2 separate regions of the Triticum aestivum genome follow, and region 1 is linked to region 2. A link is a contact called in public HiCAR-type data. All regions are on one chromosome and are shown on one strand. The core of a region is the stretch at or near the end of the contact, and the rest is flanking DNA. Distances in the headings are between cores, read along the strand shown.

Region 1 (3,079 bases), core at 295-2,794, 110 kb before region 2:
GTTGCAGGTGATAATTCAAGATATTTTAACTCTTCAAACTTACTAACATTCAATTACACGATCCGTTTTCAACTCGCATGTATCGTTGTGGGCACATTGCACACATGACTCTGTTCCTCCCTCCACACAAATATAAGATGTCCTACAGTAACCTCTTTTTTTCTAAATCAAATGTATATAGACACGTTCTAGTTTTAGTGTGCTTGTTCATTCATTTCAATTCAAATATAGACTATATTGACATACCTAAAACATCTTACATTTGTGAACGGATACTCGAGAATCATAGTAAAAAAAAAAATCCAATGCAGATAAAACATCCAATGCAGCTGCTGAATTCTCTGCTAACTTTGTCGTCGTCGCCGATCACCACCTCTCGTGCTCTCAACAGCAGCATCCATGCCATCGTCGCCGTCCTCGTCGTCTTGGATGGAAGCGAGGAGCTCTCGCCGCTCGGCGACTCTGAGCATGCCCATCTCCTCCATCTCCCTGACCACTCTTTCAGCGTCGTCCCTCTTCCCGGCCCTCCCCAGCTCCTCCACCACCGCCCTCCTCGTGATATGATCCACCACCGCCCCCGCCCTGGCCATATCCCACATCACCCGCTCGGCCTCCGCGGCCTCCCCGGCCACGGCGAGCGCGCTGACGAACGCGTTGCAGGACGGCTCCGTCGGCATCATCCCTTTGCCCCGCATTTCGTCGAACAGCTCCCGGGCGTTCTTGGTGCGGCCCTGCGCGCTCAGCCCGCGCACCAGGTAGCTGTACGTGAGGCCGTCCGGCTGGCAGCCGTAGACGGGCGCCATCTGGTGGAACACGCGCAGCGCGTCGTTGAGGTGCAGCGACTGCGCGTAGCCCCTGACGAGCACGTTGAGCGCCCGGGTGTCCGGCGGGACGCCCTCCTCCAGCATCTGCCGGAACAGCGCCGAGACGGTGTCCATGTACATGTAGTGCACCATGGAGTCGTTGCCCCCGCGCGACAGCAGCGCCGTGAAGAGCGCGTGGTAGGTGTCGGCGGCGGGGCGCGCGGCCGGGTCGGCGGAGGCGCGCATGAGGGTGTAGACGTGGAACGCCTTGCCGAGCTTGCGGAACTCGCAGTAGAAGTAGAGGGCGGCCCTGAGGAGGGGCCCCGGGGACGGCAGGGACGGGAGGAGGGAGAAGAAGAGGGCGCAGGTGCGGTCGAACTCGTGGTAGAGCTGGGCGGCGCCCAGGCGCTTGACGGCGACGAGGAAGGGCCCCGGGTCGGGCCGGAAGGTGGGCCGGCCGAGGGAGTGGGTGAGCAGCGGGAAGAGGAGGCGGAGGTCAGAGGTGGAGGCGAGGGAGGATGCGAGGACGGCCGGGGTGAGGCGGGAGGGGAGGGAGGCGACGGCGGCGGAGACGGCGTCGGGCGACGGCGACTGGCTGGGCGCGCGGTGGCTGCGGCGGAAGCGGTGCGGGGTGCGGCGGGACGAGGTGGCGAAGGGGAGGCGGTGGGAGAGGGAGGCGCCGGCGGGCGTGCTGCAGAGGATGCGCCGGAGGAGCGTGCTCATCGCGGCGGCGGCGGCGGCGGGGATACTGCAACACCAGTACACTCCACAGAACCCACAAAAGGCCACAGACGGCACAACACAATCCCGCACCCGGTTAGGCAACCGCCACCAAGCACGGCACGCTCACATCACATCACAGAGGCTCAGAGCACAGGCGGCCTGGTCGGCTTGCAGAAAGGATGGCCGCCGCGGTCGCCTTGGCAAGCCCTCTCCGGCGACTCCTCCACTGCCCTTGCCCGCGCCGCGCTATCGCCACGCCACTCCGCTTCTTCGCGCGAGGTAAGCCCTAACCCATTGCCCGGTCGGTCTGATGCTCTGATTGAGCTGTCTGTCTAAGGCTTGGCCGCCGTGCGCAGGGCGGTGTGACCTGGCCCTCGCCGTCTCGGCGGCCGCAGTCGGAGATAAGTGGGGCGTGCACAGGCATGTAATCGAGGAAGTCATGGACATTCTGGATATGGTTATCTCTTTTTCTTCATTCTAGCACATTTGTATTTTCCATTGAACCTCCGTCAGAGTCTAGTTCGACGTGAAACAGTTCTATTGACTGCCCCGTTTACTGAGATTAGATGGTTGATGATAGTGCGGATACTTGGCCTGTCGACGAACTGTGCCTCGATGGAATTTTAGACTTCTTCCCACTATTCATGAGCTTCAGGCTGTGTTCTAATAGGCTGATGCTTCCTCTCTAAGAGAGTATTTTTAGTACATGAAAATTAGGGGAAATGAGATGTGCTTCCTGTTAGCTGTTTCGCTATTGAAGCATGAAGAAAAAGTCAATTAATTGTCCATTTGGTGTGTGAAAACATAACCTTTCAATCATATTGACTGGTGCCTTTGTAGGAAGAGAATAAAATTGCTTCTTCCCAGGTATACCAAGTGGCAGGAGTTCTAGAATTGGTGAATAGATGTACGGATAAGCTGTAGGGAGGAAATACAAAGTTGATCCTGATATCCTATAGTGTCACATGATGCTTAGTAGAACATAACATAACATAACTGCCTTTTTGCATATTAACAATGTACCATGAGGTTACCACATGGCTTTTCAGTAAATTTGTTCCAGTACCGTAGTTAGTCCATTTCCAAGAGAAGGCATATCACCCTGTTTTATATTGAGAAAATTACTGGGGTTACAGTTACATGATCATTAGTTCTTAAGTTCATGAATTTGTACTGACATCAAGCGTATGCAGGCACAAAGGGCTTCCCAACGAAGAGATGTCTTCCACACCAGTTTTCTTACGCCACCTATCATAGCGGAGGCTATGCTAGCAATTGAAAAGTTTGCTGATATCAAAGCAGTAGCTCAGGGGGGCTATCCACAGGTGGAATTCAATACAATCAAAGGAGTTGTTGATAGCTACCATTTTTACGTGAATAATAGCTTATATTAACCTATATACCTTGTTTTTCTCATCTTCATATCCATCTAGGCTGAGCGGTGCCGAATTTCAGTTGGGCATCCAGACTCTATGAGAAGTGACCCAGATGTAGTTGCTGCTTTGAGGTTTTCAAGAATTTATATATTGTAGCCACCACTATCTGTTATGTAA
Region 2 (3,024 bases), core at 152-2,651:
GGTGGATATTGTCCCCAAGGTAACCGCTTGCGCTCAGGTAGCTATCGACCTCCCACCGTTCGGTAAATTCCTAGAAATGATCAAAACAGGCAACAATACCATATGACACAACACCAAATTCATTCCAGTAAATTCCTTGAAATGATCAAAACAGGCGACAATATCATAAGACACGGTACCAATTTCATTTCACAATCTACAGTGAAGAAGGTATTGAACCTCACAGTGTACTGATTGTTCTGCAGGCTGGCAGGCATACCTTGAGTCGGTTGTCAAACTTGGAGATGACTATCATGGTGCGCCTGAAAGTGGGATCGATCTCTCTAATTGCATCGAGCCAGAGTGAAGAGCACCACTCGACGCTGCTCTGCTGGAGGAACAGAATGAGGCGGTGGGGCGGGCTCGCTAGTGTCTTCACCATCGACAGGATCTCCTCCGGCGTCCTCTCCGGCTCACCTTTCTTAGCCTACAGCAGTCACGAATTCCATCAAACAGCTGACAGACAGAATAAACAACCACTACCCTTTGTTGAGAAGTGGAAGCCCCAAATTCATCAAACAGCTGACAAACTGAAAAACTGACTAAACAATCACTGAACTGAAGTGCCTCGACCTACCTTAAGCACGAAACCTGGGGTGTCGATGATGGTGAGGTTGGGGCAGTGGGCGTACTCGGCCCTCATGACGATGGGCTTGGACGACACGGCGGCCTGGATCGTCCGGAGGTGCGACTCGGTGCGCTGCTTGATGAGGTCGGCTATCGCCGCGGCCTGCACCATGGGGTGCCCGTACTCCTCCGAGTCCTCCTCCTGTGATTCGCCGCACAACCCACGCAAATCAGCCGCTCGCTCGCATTCACCAGAAGCACCAGACTCGATCTGTGAGGGGAACGAAGGGGGAAACCCTAGAAGAGGTGAAGCGGAGCGCGCACCTGGAAGCGGCACCGGGGATCGAGGGCGGTGGGGTCGTGGACCATCTGGAGGACGAGGGGGCGGCGGGTGCCCATCTCGACCTCCCGGACGTTGAAGCGGAAGCCGAGGAGCGCCTCCAGAAGCGAGCTCTTGCCGTCCGACTGGCCCCCTATGGCCACTATCTCCGGAATCGGGAGCTTCTCCCCGAACGCGACCGCCGCCGCCTGCAGCCGGTTGTACGCCTCGAACCGGGCCTTGGTGTCCGACGCGGCGGCGGCGGCGGCGGCCGAGGCCGAATCCGCCCCGGCTCGGCGGGCGGACGGGGACGGGGACGGCGCCGCCTTGGGGTTGGGCGTCCTGCCCGCCGCCGGAGACATCGCCATGGGTAGGGGAGCCACGGTGGCAGCCGAGGCGACGGGGTTTGAATTTGAAATGCGGGAGAGGTCCGTGTGGGAAAGGGTTGCAGAGTACAGGCTGTAGTGCGATGCGAGAGCCGTTTGGGATTGTGATATTTATTTATACAGGAGATGGGCCGATCTCGAATCGTGTCTTCCACGCCTCCCTTTTGGATCGCATCGAGGTCATGCGTCCGGCCCATCCAGCCGTCGATAGTGGACTTTGTGTTCTCAGGGCATCTTCAACAGGTTGTATGTTATTTTTGTTGGTAAAATGTTCATATCATCAACCAACAAGCTATCATACAACTACTCCAATGGATTGTATGTAAACTATTTAATAGATGGTGAGATAATAAATGTGATTTCTCTCTATTTCACCTTGGAGCTTGTGCAAAGGTTGTTGGTTAATCTACATACAACTTTGCTCTCTCTTCACATTTAATACATACCACATCATCATTATGTCCTAGGTGGCAAATTTACCAACACCTATCTCACAACTGTTGGAGATGCCCTCAAGGCACAAGCCCAGTAGCCCACAGAGCACTACACTCTCCTGGTCTCACAGTTTCTTTTGCTCAAAAGAAGAAAAATCTGACAGTTCTCTCCTGGGGTAGTGAGAGCATCTACAACTCGATTTGACAAATCCAACCCCCTAAACATCCACGGACGCGTCCCCACATTGTGTCAAACGGCCTCTTATATGTCCTATCGAACAGCCACACTCCTCATATCTAAACCCCCAATCCATACAATCCATGCACATGGATCATATAAAACAAATTCATCAGGATTTAAAAATTTAAAGTTACAAAGCAAAGTAAATCACAGTTCAACAATTCAGACATGCCAAGATAAAATTCAGGTCCAGGCCACGGCTAATCAAGAAGGGCACATCTTCAAACACATTTGGAGTAGCTCCAACAGGCTCAAGCACAAGATATTTTTCTGGCTAATAACACATGACTGGGTCAACACAAGACATATGTTAACGAGAAGGGGCGTGCATTTGGATGACAAATGTTGCCCAAACTGTGACCGGTAGGCTGAAGAAACCTTTATGCACTTGCTTTCAGACTGCGCATTTGCCCAAAGACGTTGGAGCACTTTGATGTCCAGTGAAAAGAGAAGCACATCTGTTTTTGAAGAAACATTATTTGCAAGGGAAAACTACTAGCTCACTTTGTTCTGGCAGTGACTATCCTAGGATGTTGGAGCATTTGGATTCAGAGAAATGGGCTGGTCTTCTGAAACATTCAGCCAATTGTCCAAAATTGGAGATTTATTTTTAAACATGAATTACAATTTCTCAAATAAAGATCAAGAGTAAATATGCAGCAAAGTTCAAGTCTTGGCTACCTCAGACCTTCTGATATAATGATGATCTTGTTCCAAAAAACTCAAGCTGGATAAACTTCTTTTTCCCTCTCGTAGGATCTTTTTTAGCTTCCCTCTCTTTTTCTCTACCATTGTAACATACTTTTTATAGTAATGAAGATGGGAGCCTAAAAAAGAAGAATCACTCGTCGGACGCCATTGTAGCGCTCAAGATGCGATTCTATCCCAATCACGTGATGAATTCATGATTAGGGCACAACCGCATTTCAAGCGCATAGCGAGGTGGATATCATTACAACATACCATGTATTGAATAGATGAGAATACAAGATAAAGGCTTACACTCGCCACAAGCTACATCATTTATACAACAGTTTG

Evidence for each region. HiCAR-type assays count read pairs that join an accessible place to other places.
Region 1: a HiCAR-type map of leaf shows a contact between it and region 2, with 5 times the contacts expected there. The contact joins the promoter of LOC123061927 here to the promoter of LOC123061923 in region 2. A contact is called at or near these places in 3 of 5 Hi-C or Micro-C datasets (leaf and an unstated tissue) and 1 of 1 datasets of contacts at active chromatin or transcription factors (leaf).

The regions. Positions count from the first base shown.
Region 1 is chr3A:513,883,170-513,886,248 of IWGSC CS RefSeq v2.1, reverse strand. LOC123061927 (putative RNA-binding protein YlmH) reads left to right here and starts at 1,544. Exons shown (of 12, transcript XM_044485215.1): 1 at 1,544-1,805; 2 at 1,883-1,983; 3 at 2,720-2,851; 4 at 2,960-3,033. The coding sequence starts at 1,706. LOC123061926 (pentatricopeptide repeat-containing protein At2g27800, mitochondrial-like) reads right to left here and starts at 1,526. Exons shown (of 1, transcript XM_044485212.1): 1 at 221-1,526. The coding sequence starts at 1,526. The coding sequence ends at 345.
Region 2 is chr3A:513,773,221-513,776,244 of IWGSC CS RefSeq v2.1, reverse strand. It overlaps LOC123061923 (dynamin-related protein 5A), which reads right to left and starts at 1,401. Exons shown (of 8, transcript XM_044485209.1): 1 at 931-1,401; 2 at 617-808; 3 at 260-466; 4 at 1-70. The coding sequence starts at 1,293.